Linked DNA regions of Zea mays: region 1 is linked to region 2. Evidence: chromatin contacts called from public Hi-C data. All regions are on one chromosome and are shown on one strand. The core of a region is the stretch at or near the end of the contact, and the rest is flanking DNA. Distances in the headings are between cores, read along the strand shown. Region 1 holds the start of LOC100273134 (14-3-3-like protein). Region 2 has its middle 40 kb from the start of LOC100273591.

What was found. A called contact is a pair of places that touch in the nucleus more often than the background predicts.
Region 1: a contact with region 2 is called in a Hi-C map of leaf, with 5 times the contacts expected there. The contact joins the promoter of LOC100273134 here to the enhancer-like site in region 2. A contact is called at or near these places in 2 of 25 Hi-C or Micro-C datasets (ear and leaf).

What each region holds. Positions count from the first base shown.
Region 1 is chr4:216,192,295-216,197,052 of Zm-B73-REFERENCE-NAM-5.0, forward strand. LOC100273134 (14-3-3-like protein) reads left to right here and starts at 2,941. Exons shown (of 5, transcript NM_001147581.2): 1 at 2,941-3,482; 2 at 4,278-4,356; 3 at 4,441-4,563. The coding sequence starts at 3,064.
Region 2 is chr4:215,990,701-215,995,554 of Zm-B73-REFERENCE-NAM-5.0, forward strand. No RefSeq gene overlaps it. Among protein-coding and RNA genes, the nearest start is that of LOC100273591, 40 kb to the left of the region's middle. Within about 2 kb of position 1,956, at least 18 of the 20 cell types and tissues checked have an H3K27ac peak or open chromatin away from gene starts, as enhancers often do. A contact at or near this core is called in ear and leaf, where this site is marked.

The sequences.
Region 1 (4,758 bases), core at 1,691-4,190, 200 kb after region 2:
GCGAGGCACCGGCCTAGGGAGATCACCGTCCTCCGGCATGCCGAAATGATTGCCTTCGGAGGGACCCCCTAGATCGACGTGGAAACATTCGCGGCTTGGGTCGCAGTCCTCGTCGTCGAGGCTGCGGCTACCGTCGGAACAGTCGGAGAGGCAGTAGTCACATGCGGTCATGAAGTCCCGCATGGCACTGGGGTTGCCAAATCCAGAGAAATCCCAACATATGTTGGGGTCGTCATCTTCCTCGGACCCAGAGGGCCCGTAGGTCGAGACGTCCGTCAGCCGGTCCCAAGGCGACCGCATGCGAAACCCCAGAGGGTTTGAACTCGCCTCTACGAGAGCGCCCGCCAAAGCAAGGTCGCTAGGCGGGTTGAGGCTGAGTCCAAATGACGTAGGATGGGAATCGGTCGGTACCTTTCGGTCGACGAGCAGCGACATAGTCACGTCGGGGACTGATTGCACCGTCGTCTCAGGTATGAAGGCGACGTCCTGCAAGCTCTCCGCGAGCGCACTGGCGTCGTCCGCTTGCTCGGGATTGGCGTGTCGCGGGGAGACGGCGCTCGCCTTCGTCTCAAACGCGAGGTCGACGCCCGACGCGCCCCCCGTTGGGGCGCTGGGGACGTCGACTCGCTCGACAGCCGACGAGGCGCGGCCTCCCGCTTGGCCTTGGTTGCCCCGCCTCCTCCTCCGTTGGCGGGGGTGAGGACGGGGCGAGCTCGAATGTTGTTCTTCCACCACGCGGGGAAGACGTCGTCGATTCCGCCGCCGGCGGGCGGGCTGTCGGCCGCCATTGTCGTTGTCGCGCGGCGGTGGAAGGAGTATCATGTCGTAGCTGCCGTCGAAGGACATGAACTCAAGACTCCCGAAACGGAGCACCGTCCCGGGTCGGAGAGGTTGCTGGAGACTGCCCATCTGGATCTTGACGGGAAGCTGTTCGTCAACACGCAGCAGGCCCCTACCTGGCGCGCCAACTGTCGGCGTTTCGAGACCGGGGGGTCTCTCGGGCCGACGAGTGAGTGTCGCCGCGTGCCCCAGCCCAGATGGGTCGAGCGCGTGGGCGAGCGCGAAGGGGGGAAGGAGCGAGGCGGCCGGAGACCGGCGTGAGAGAGGTGGGAATCCCGCGGCCTTCGTGTTCGTCCAGCGCTCAGGTCGGGTGCGCTTGCAGTAGAGGGTTACAAGCGTCCACGCGGGAGAGGGAAGCGAGCGGCCCCAAGAGAGCGCCTGTCCCGTCCTCGTCCCCGCGCGGCCAACCCCTCTAAGAGGGCCCTGGTCCTTCCTTTTATAGGCGTAAGGAGAGGATCCAGGTGTACAATGGGGGTGTAGCAGAGTGCTACGTGTCTAGCGGGGGAGAGCTAGCGCCCTAAGTACATGCCGATGTGGCAGCCGGAGAGATTTTGGCACCCAGCTGGTGTGATGTCGTGGCCGTCGGAGGAGCGACGGAGCCTGGCGGAGGGACAGCTGTCGAAGCGGATCCAGACCTCCCCCTTTATATAGATGAAGGGCTACGACTGATTGAACCCCCAACAATCGATCAAATCAAGTCTATTTCTCGTTTTTACCTTATGCATTAGGAGTACCTCTAGTTTAGTTCTAGTTTAATATTCCAATCTCCAAATTCTTCGCTTCTCTTCGACTCTACGTTGATTAGAGGAGTCTAGGTCGGCCTGCTAAGCCTAGACAACCCCTAGGATCTCTCCTCCCCGACGGGGTCCCTCCCAGGCGCCGTCGGTGACCTTTGCCGCCCCTGCGCACGCGCGGACCGTCCGGCACGTCAGGCAGGGAACCCTAGCCCTGCGCCAGGTCGTGGACCGTCCGCTCTTGTGCAGAGAGCACTGTCGCCGGTTCTTGTTAGTGTTTGGCGCCCGAAAAAGATGTCAACACACACATTTGTAAAATGAGTGATGTCTTGACAATGTAATTATTTATTATTATCATTATCATTGTTACATGTAAATTTAAAGATCCCCGCGGGAAACGGAGATGGAGAGAGTTTTTTTCTGTCTCTACCCCTGTCTCAATTTACCTGTCAAGCGAAGAATTTTTTTCGTTTATATTCTCGTGGGAAGAATCTTCTCTATACTCCTCTAAAAGCTAGTTTGGGAACTCTATTTTCCTAAAGGATTTCTATTTTTACAAAGGAAAATGAATTAATTTCTTTTAAGAAAATAAAAATCTCTTAGAAAAATAGGTTCCCATACTAGCCCTGGTAAAAGAATTTTCTACGGCGGGAAGGATTCATTGCTATCTCCGGTCACCTTACACTCGTAAGTCGTGTTGTATTTAGGAGAGTATGTTTTGAAAAAAGAAATCTACGTGCACAACTATTTAATTTAATGAAACGGTTGTGAAAAAATTACTTAGTGGTAGTTTGACGACTCTATTTTTAAGGAATTTCCATTTTTAAGAGAAATTAATTTATTTTTTTGAGAAAATAAGAATCGCTTGAGAAAAATAAAAAGTTCCCAAACTACGCCTTAAAGAGGAGTATATTCGTAGATCATTGCACTACATCTGCCTTCTCAGTCAAAACCACTCTGAAAAATAATATACTACACATATTTTTGTAGACTACGGACGTAAACGAATTTTATATTTGAAAACTACGTATACGGTTATACCGTGCTAATTTGAATAGCTTGGGCTCCCTCCCCAGAATTGACCGCCAAGCCTCTGCACCTCACGTTCCTCGCCCACACGATGTTCACACAGCAAACACCATCTCCACACAACCAGAACTTCACACGTGTCCCACCGACCACCCCCGTCCATCCACCTCCTGGCCACAACACTGCCCACACACCCTCCCCCTCCGCACCGAACCCCCTGGCGCGCGCTGCGCTCCCTTGACCGGCACGTCATCCCACTGCCATGCGGGCCCCGCACCCCGCGCGCCCGGGGGCCGCGCCCTCCTCAAATGCCCCCACCCCTCGCCTCCCCTGCCCTCCCCTCCTCCGCACAAACGCGTCGCATCCGCTCCACAGGATCCTCTGCGCCACCGCAACCGTGTGACCGCCCGTGCCGCCGGCGATCCCGATCCGCCGACCCGTCCCAGCCCCGCTCGCAGCCATGTCGCCGTCGGAGCCGACGCGGGAGGAGAGCGTGTACATGGCCAAGCTTGCGGAGCAGGCGGAGCGGTACGAGGAGATGGTCGAGTTCATGGAGCGCGTCGCGCGCTACGCCGGGGGCGCCGGCGGCGGGGACGAGCTCTCGGTGGAGGAGCGCAACCTGCTGTCCGTCGCCTACAAGAACGTCATCGGCGCCCGCAGGGCCTCGTGGCGGATCATCTCCTCCATCGAGCAGAAGGAGGAAGGCCGCGGGAACGAGGCGCACGCCGCATCCATCCGCGCCTACCGCTCCAAGATCGAGGCCGAGCTTGCCCGCATCTGCGACGGCATCCTCGCGCTCCTCGACTCCCACCTCGTCCCATCCGCCGGCGGCGCCGAGTCCAAGGTCTTCTACCTCAAGATGAAGGGTGACTACCACAGGTATACCACTATCGCTAGCAGATCTCGCTTTTTATTCTGCCTATCCGCATCTAGAGTCTAGACTACGCGATCTATTTATGGAGTGGCCCAGGAGGGGGGTTTATTGGTGGATGTACGCGCGATCTTTATGTGCGACGTGACAGAGTTGATGGGTTTTTGAGGATCTTTACGTTACTAGTGGGGCTGGAGTCATTATTTATTGCCTGTTATTTGTAGGGCAGCACGATCTGATTTTGGTGACTTTGTATATGGACCTTGGGAGTTGTTTTGAAGAGTCAAAACTAAAGATCTATGTGCAGTAGTTTCTTGTGGGGTGTGATTGGGCCTGAGTTCTTGGTGTTGATTAGGTCTAGATTTAATGCGTATCATTTTTTATTTGATTTTTTGCGGTTCGTTCGTTTGCTATTTGTGGCGGAAAGTCAAAGGACAAAAAAGGGAAAGGGGCATTGTGATATCTGTGACGTTTTTAGTGAGGTTGTTTCTCCTTTTATTTAGGATTAAGATTAATTGTGTACATGCTACTATACTTTTGCAAAATTAGACGGTTAGTTTATTTTGATGACTTATAGTGGCATGAAAATGGACTAGTTTCTAACTTTTTCAAAATTGGAGTGGCATATTTCTAATTAACCCTATTATTTATGGTGCACATTGAGGTTGCTTTCTATGAATTTGTCTATATGATGCATGGTACTGCGCAGTCTAGATTGAAGGATATGAATTTGTGTTCCATGGATTCTGTACCCCGTACTGCACGTATATGTTGGTATCTGATTTCTCATGATGATTTTGTAGGTACCTTGCTGAGTTCAAGTCAGGTGCAGAGAGGAAGGATGCTGCGGAGAGCACCATGAATGCCTACAAAGCTGCTCAGGTTTGACCATTGTGTTCATACTGATAGGATGACAGTGCCTATATTGTTAATTGTGGTTCTTTCTTGTTGGCTTTTGGTTTGTAGGATATTGCTCTTGCTGATCTGGCCCCAACCCACCCCATCAGGCTCGGGCTTGCTCTCAACTTCTCAGTGTTCTACTACGAGATCCTCAACTCCCCTGACCGTGCTTGCAACCTTGCAAAGCAGGTTTGCTTCTTCTATTGCCCATTGTGATTTGTTTTCTTTCTTGGATTGTATAACTGGACAACAGGCTTATTGCATATGTAGGGTATGGGTTGTTAAATAAAAGCTGATGCAAAGGGAACAATTCACTTGTAGCTGATGATATAGCATGCCTGCGATTAGTCAAATCATATAAGCCGTTTTAAATTGAGAGTGCAA
Region 2 (4,854 bases), core at 706-3,205:
AGTCTTTATTCTTTGGATTGGATCGACCAATTTCAATATAGCTTGGCTACGGGGGTCTATCCTTTGGCAACTCTGCAGTAGGTCTTGATGTCAATGAAGCCCTCATTGCCTCATAAATAAGCAAGGTATCTTGTCGTGCCTCTAAGGAGGTAGGAGTGATCAGTTTTATAGTGGTTCAGATATTAGCCATCAAAGCGAGACGAAGAGTTTTTCTAAAAATTGTTCAGCCTAGGCTAGCTTCTGAAGCACTAGTGGATGGGAAGCTTGGGAGGCACAGTAAATTTTGGCAGAGTGTAAGTGAGAGCAATAAATGTGATCTGCACTCACCCCCTCAGCCACTTTTATACTAAAAACGCGCGTAAAGCGACACGGGTCGCTAAAAATATTCCCGCGCAGCACCCTCGACTTCTCTTCCGCTGATTCGACTTCTAGAGCACTTGTTTTCATTGAATTAAATCCATCGTCTTCATAACGAGCATCGGGAAGGTGTTTTCAGATCTTCGGCATAAGGCCTCCAAATTATATTTTTTGCGCTCTAAGCTCGTTATGAAGAAACGAACTCATCCCACAAGGGGCTACTGTTGAGGGCCTTCTTTGTCGAAGATCACTCGTTTAACCTTTTGCTTTGGCACAATCAAGTGTATTTCAGGAATGTTTCCACTAGTGGATGAAGCTGACCTTCGACCGAGGCGGCAAAGAAGCTTCGTCTATACGCGCAAGTGGCGAAGTTGATAGTCGAAGTCGATAACTTCGGACGTAAGCCAGAGGGGAAGCTACCAAACAACGAAGGCCAAAATCTGCGCGGTCGAGGATGGACAAAGTACGTTATTGTCCTGATGTCATTTGTAAACAATGTGTGTAAAACCTTGATGGGTATAATTATAATTCTGTGCAAAGGTGGTTCATCTTCCATATAAATAGATGAACAGTGCCCTACATAAAGTACCTTTTCGAGGGCCATAGCTTCGTGTCACTTAGCCTTTGAAGAACCTTCACACCACCTTGTATTAAGGAGTTGAAGTTATGTTTGTAGACTCATCTAACATAATGGGAGATGTAATAAAAATGCTAAGCAAAGAAGATGAGTTTTCATACTCCACCGTGCAATGTTGTTTCATTACACATCGCTTTCATTTGCATTTCCTTCTAAAGACCTTTGTCCTTCGGATTTGTGTTAAGCTAAGGATGAAGGTTCACACTTCTAACTTGTGTTGCCTTGATTTTCAACACCTTCACGGGATTGAAATCAAGTATCCAACAACACACGACCAGCACCCCGCTAGGCACGACCACCACGTGGGGTCACTGCTTGAGGCCTCGCAGCAAGATGCAAAGCACCTCTAGGTCTCGTAGGACGTCTCTGAACAGGAGGATCATGTAATACCCAATTTGTAAATAATAAGAAAATAGTTGATCTCATTATATGTTTTGCCCTCTACTTATTAGAACATAGAAATAACCATATTTAAAGTGAACAATTAACAAATGACACATAAATAATATATGCATCTTGTTGAAGTTTATTTGTGTGTGCACTTAATACTAGAAATATTAATAGAAATATATTAATGTCCAAATTGGGATTTAACCTAATTTACAATTTAGAAATTAGAAATAACATAGAAAGGGAAAGAGAAAAATACCACACAATACAAAATAAATATATAAATAAATAAATTCCTTCCATACTGGTATGTTCAAATTATACATTTAATTTGAGCACAAAATTCACCACAAAGTTTGAATTCAAAATTTGGAATCTAAAATTGAAAAGAAATAACAACAGAAAAGAAAAAGAATAAAGAAAAAGCGAATTCAGCCTGCCTTGGCCCATAGCGCGTTGTCTGCCTGGTTGCCCGTGCGGCCCGACTAACCTCTTCCCGCTCTGCGCCGAAATGTGGAACCCACCGGGCAGCCACACGACCGCACTCACGCGCCGGCCCTGGCGGATCAGGCCCGTTCACCAGTTAGTCGCACTCGCCTTCGTCTGTCGCTGCCACGCGGGCCCCACACGTAAGAGACGCCCTGTAGATCTTCCTCCATGTTTCCTCGTGGCGGTAACAACCCGCCCGAGCTACTCGCCGACCTTCGCGCCAGCTGGGTTCCAAAACCCCCTTCCTTACCCTGCGCCTATAAAACCCGAGCCATTGTTCTCCTTCTTCCCCCAGTACGCCCCATCAATCACGTCACCTCTGGTGCACATCGATTTGGAGAAAGCCGGGAGGAAGCACCACCGTTGCGGATCTCCCACGCCGTGAATCCTCATCTCAGAAGTGTACCAGGGTCACCGCAGAAGCCTCGCGGACCGATTCCGAGACTAGGCTGCGTGAGTACTCCCGTGGGCGCCTCAAAATTTCTCGCCGATCCTGGTTGTCACCGCTGGAGCCGCTCTGCACCGTGGATCGGCTTCAACTCACGGTCTGAGATGGTAATAGCCCTCCCCTGTTGTTCGTATCATCTTGCGCTTCGTTTACCACGAATTGGATTGGGTCTGGGGCGCCGGAATGGCCAACGGGCGCTGCTCCGGCGGTGCACCGCTGCATGAGTCACGCGCTCCGCCGTGGGCTGCCGGCAGGGTTTGAAGTGGGTTCATAACCGTTGATCCCAGTGGCAACGGTCATGATTAGTCCTGGGTAGCGGTTCACGTTAGGGTGATTTGAGGCGTAGATCCGGGATCGGGCGGATCTGTGTTGATCTCCGGAAATACGTGATCTCAATCGTTAGGGTTAGATCGGACGGGCGCTGAGCGGTCCACGCTATACAAAACGTTGACCGTTGGATCTAGATCCAAAAGCCCACGTAGCGTATGGTTCAGTCTAATTCTCGGTTTAATCTGAACCACAGTTCTCTGATCTGGTGGCTCTAGGCGTGTACCGGTTCGTTTATTAGCAAATCTGATCCGTGTCGTTCGTCTCTGATCGAACGAGTTGCATGGCAAGTTACCCCTTCGCCCGAACCCTTTTTCACAAGAGACCCTGAGTTTGTAAGAAAATAACCCGCAGTCCACATCAGATAGAAAGAAATTACGGGTGAGCCCTAGAATTTTAGGTTTAACCTCTGTTTCTCGGGTATTTGTGCGCGCAGTCCAAACTAAACTCAAGATTAATAAATTGAATCAGAAAATGATTTGTAGTATTAAAAATAATCTCAAAAACTTAATTCATAGAAAATCCATTTTAATTTTTTTATCCATTCTAGTTGCATTAATTTTGTATTAATATTATTTATCACTTGGTAACTCTATTTAGTCATGAAACATAGATTAAAATTATCTACTTAATTTATTCCATACAAAACACTTAATAACTTCGGAAAATCGTAATTCGATAATCGTAACTCCGAATTTAGTAATTCTAGAACCTACGATCTCGTTAAGACACGTAGAATATTATTATGCAGTATGTTCTCATGTTTGGTGTAATGATAATTTTTCTCATGCCATGTTTGTTTGTATTGCTTCGAGTAGACGAACAAGTGACCGAGGACCCAGGTGTTCAGCAGAAGGAAATTGCTGAGCAGGAGCTCGTTGAAGGCAAGTTGTTCCCTTGATCACTTCTATTTACCCAATAATATTCCTATTAATCATTATGATCTGCATAGGTTAATTTTGATGGGACCCAATAGGTCACCCCAATTTAGCTATCTTTATACCTTGTTTACCACTGAACTTTTGGATAGTAGCTATTGCTTTATGTGGTTTTGGGTGTTAAAATACACATTATTCATGATCATGCTTTTATTATCAATTTGTTATTTATTGTTCATGATAAGATCATTATGTTAATTGGAACATGGAGAACCACCCGGTAAAACAGTACTACCACAATGGTGGAATGGGACGCCCTTGGTTGACTAATTAGGAAAGCTAGTGGATGACTACCTTACCCGAAAGGGGCAAGGGCAGTATGGGAGTGGTCGGTATAGTGAGGTTCTCGAGTTGATTTTGCTGCGATGGCGGTCAGATGGGGATTCCTGCATTGCGCTCCCTAGAAACTGTAGCGGGTTTTCTGAAGCTAGTGGAACTTTGTAAAGGCCTCGTAGTGTTACCCTGTCTCGCTTCCTTGGTAGAGGTGTATGGGATTCATGACCCCTTGGCAGATGGTAACATGACTTGTGGGTAAAGATGTGCAACCTCTGCAGAGTGTAAAACTGGTATATCAGCCATGCTCACGGTCATGAGCGGCTCGGACCCTCACATGAGTAATTTATGGAATTAAATTTGACTGGTCATTTGCATCGCATTGTGGATTATTATTAATTTTGATCTATTATTACTCGGGTTTGGTATATACTTACATTTAGGAACTGTTAATAAAATTTGACCAACTTATTAAAAGCAATGCTCACCTTTAACCATTATTTGTTGATCAGCCATACACTTCACATGAACTCCTACCTTTGGTGAGTTCATTCACATTATTCCCCACAACCTGTTGAGCTATGATATTTTGTGAGCTCACTCTTGTGATATATAAACCCCCCCACAGGAGAAGAACAGGTGGTACAGGAGCAACCCTACAACGAAGAGTACGAGCTTATCTATGTGGCGTCTCCCAGTCAGCTTTATGGCACCGAGGAATAATATTTAGTTTGCTTTATTGTTATCATTTATTTTTGTAAGACTTCCGCTATGTAATAATGATATTTAATACATTTATCTCTATACACTTTGTCATTATATGTGATGTTCTTCTTTGGCGCACATATGAGATGCATCCGACTTTATCCCTTAAATCTGGGTGTGACAGATCATGAACACCATGATGGACAATTCATGTTCCCTCTGCTTGATTCAAATCCCCATCGTTCATCTCTCTTCCTCCTAAAGCAGAAAACAGCGAAATCCCCATCCCT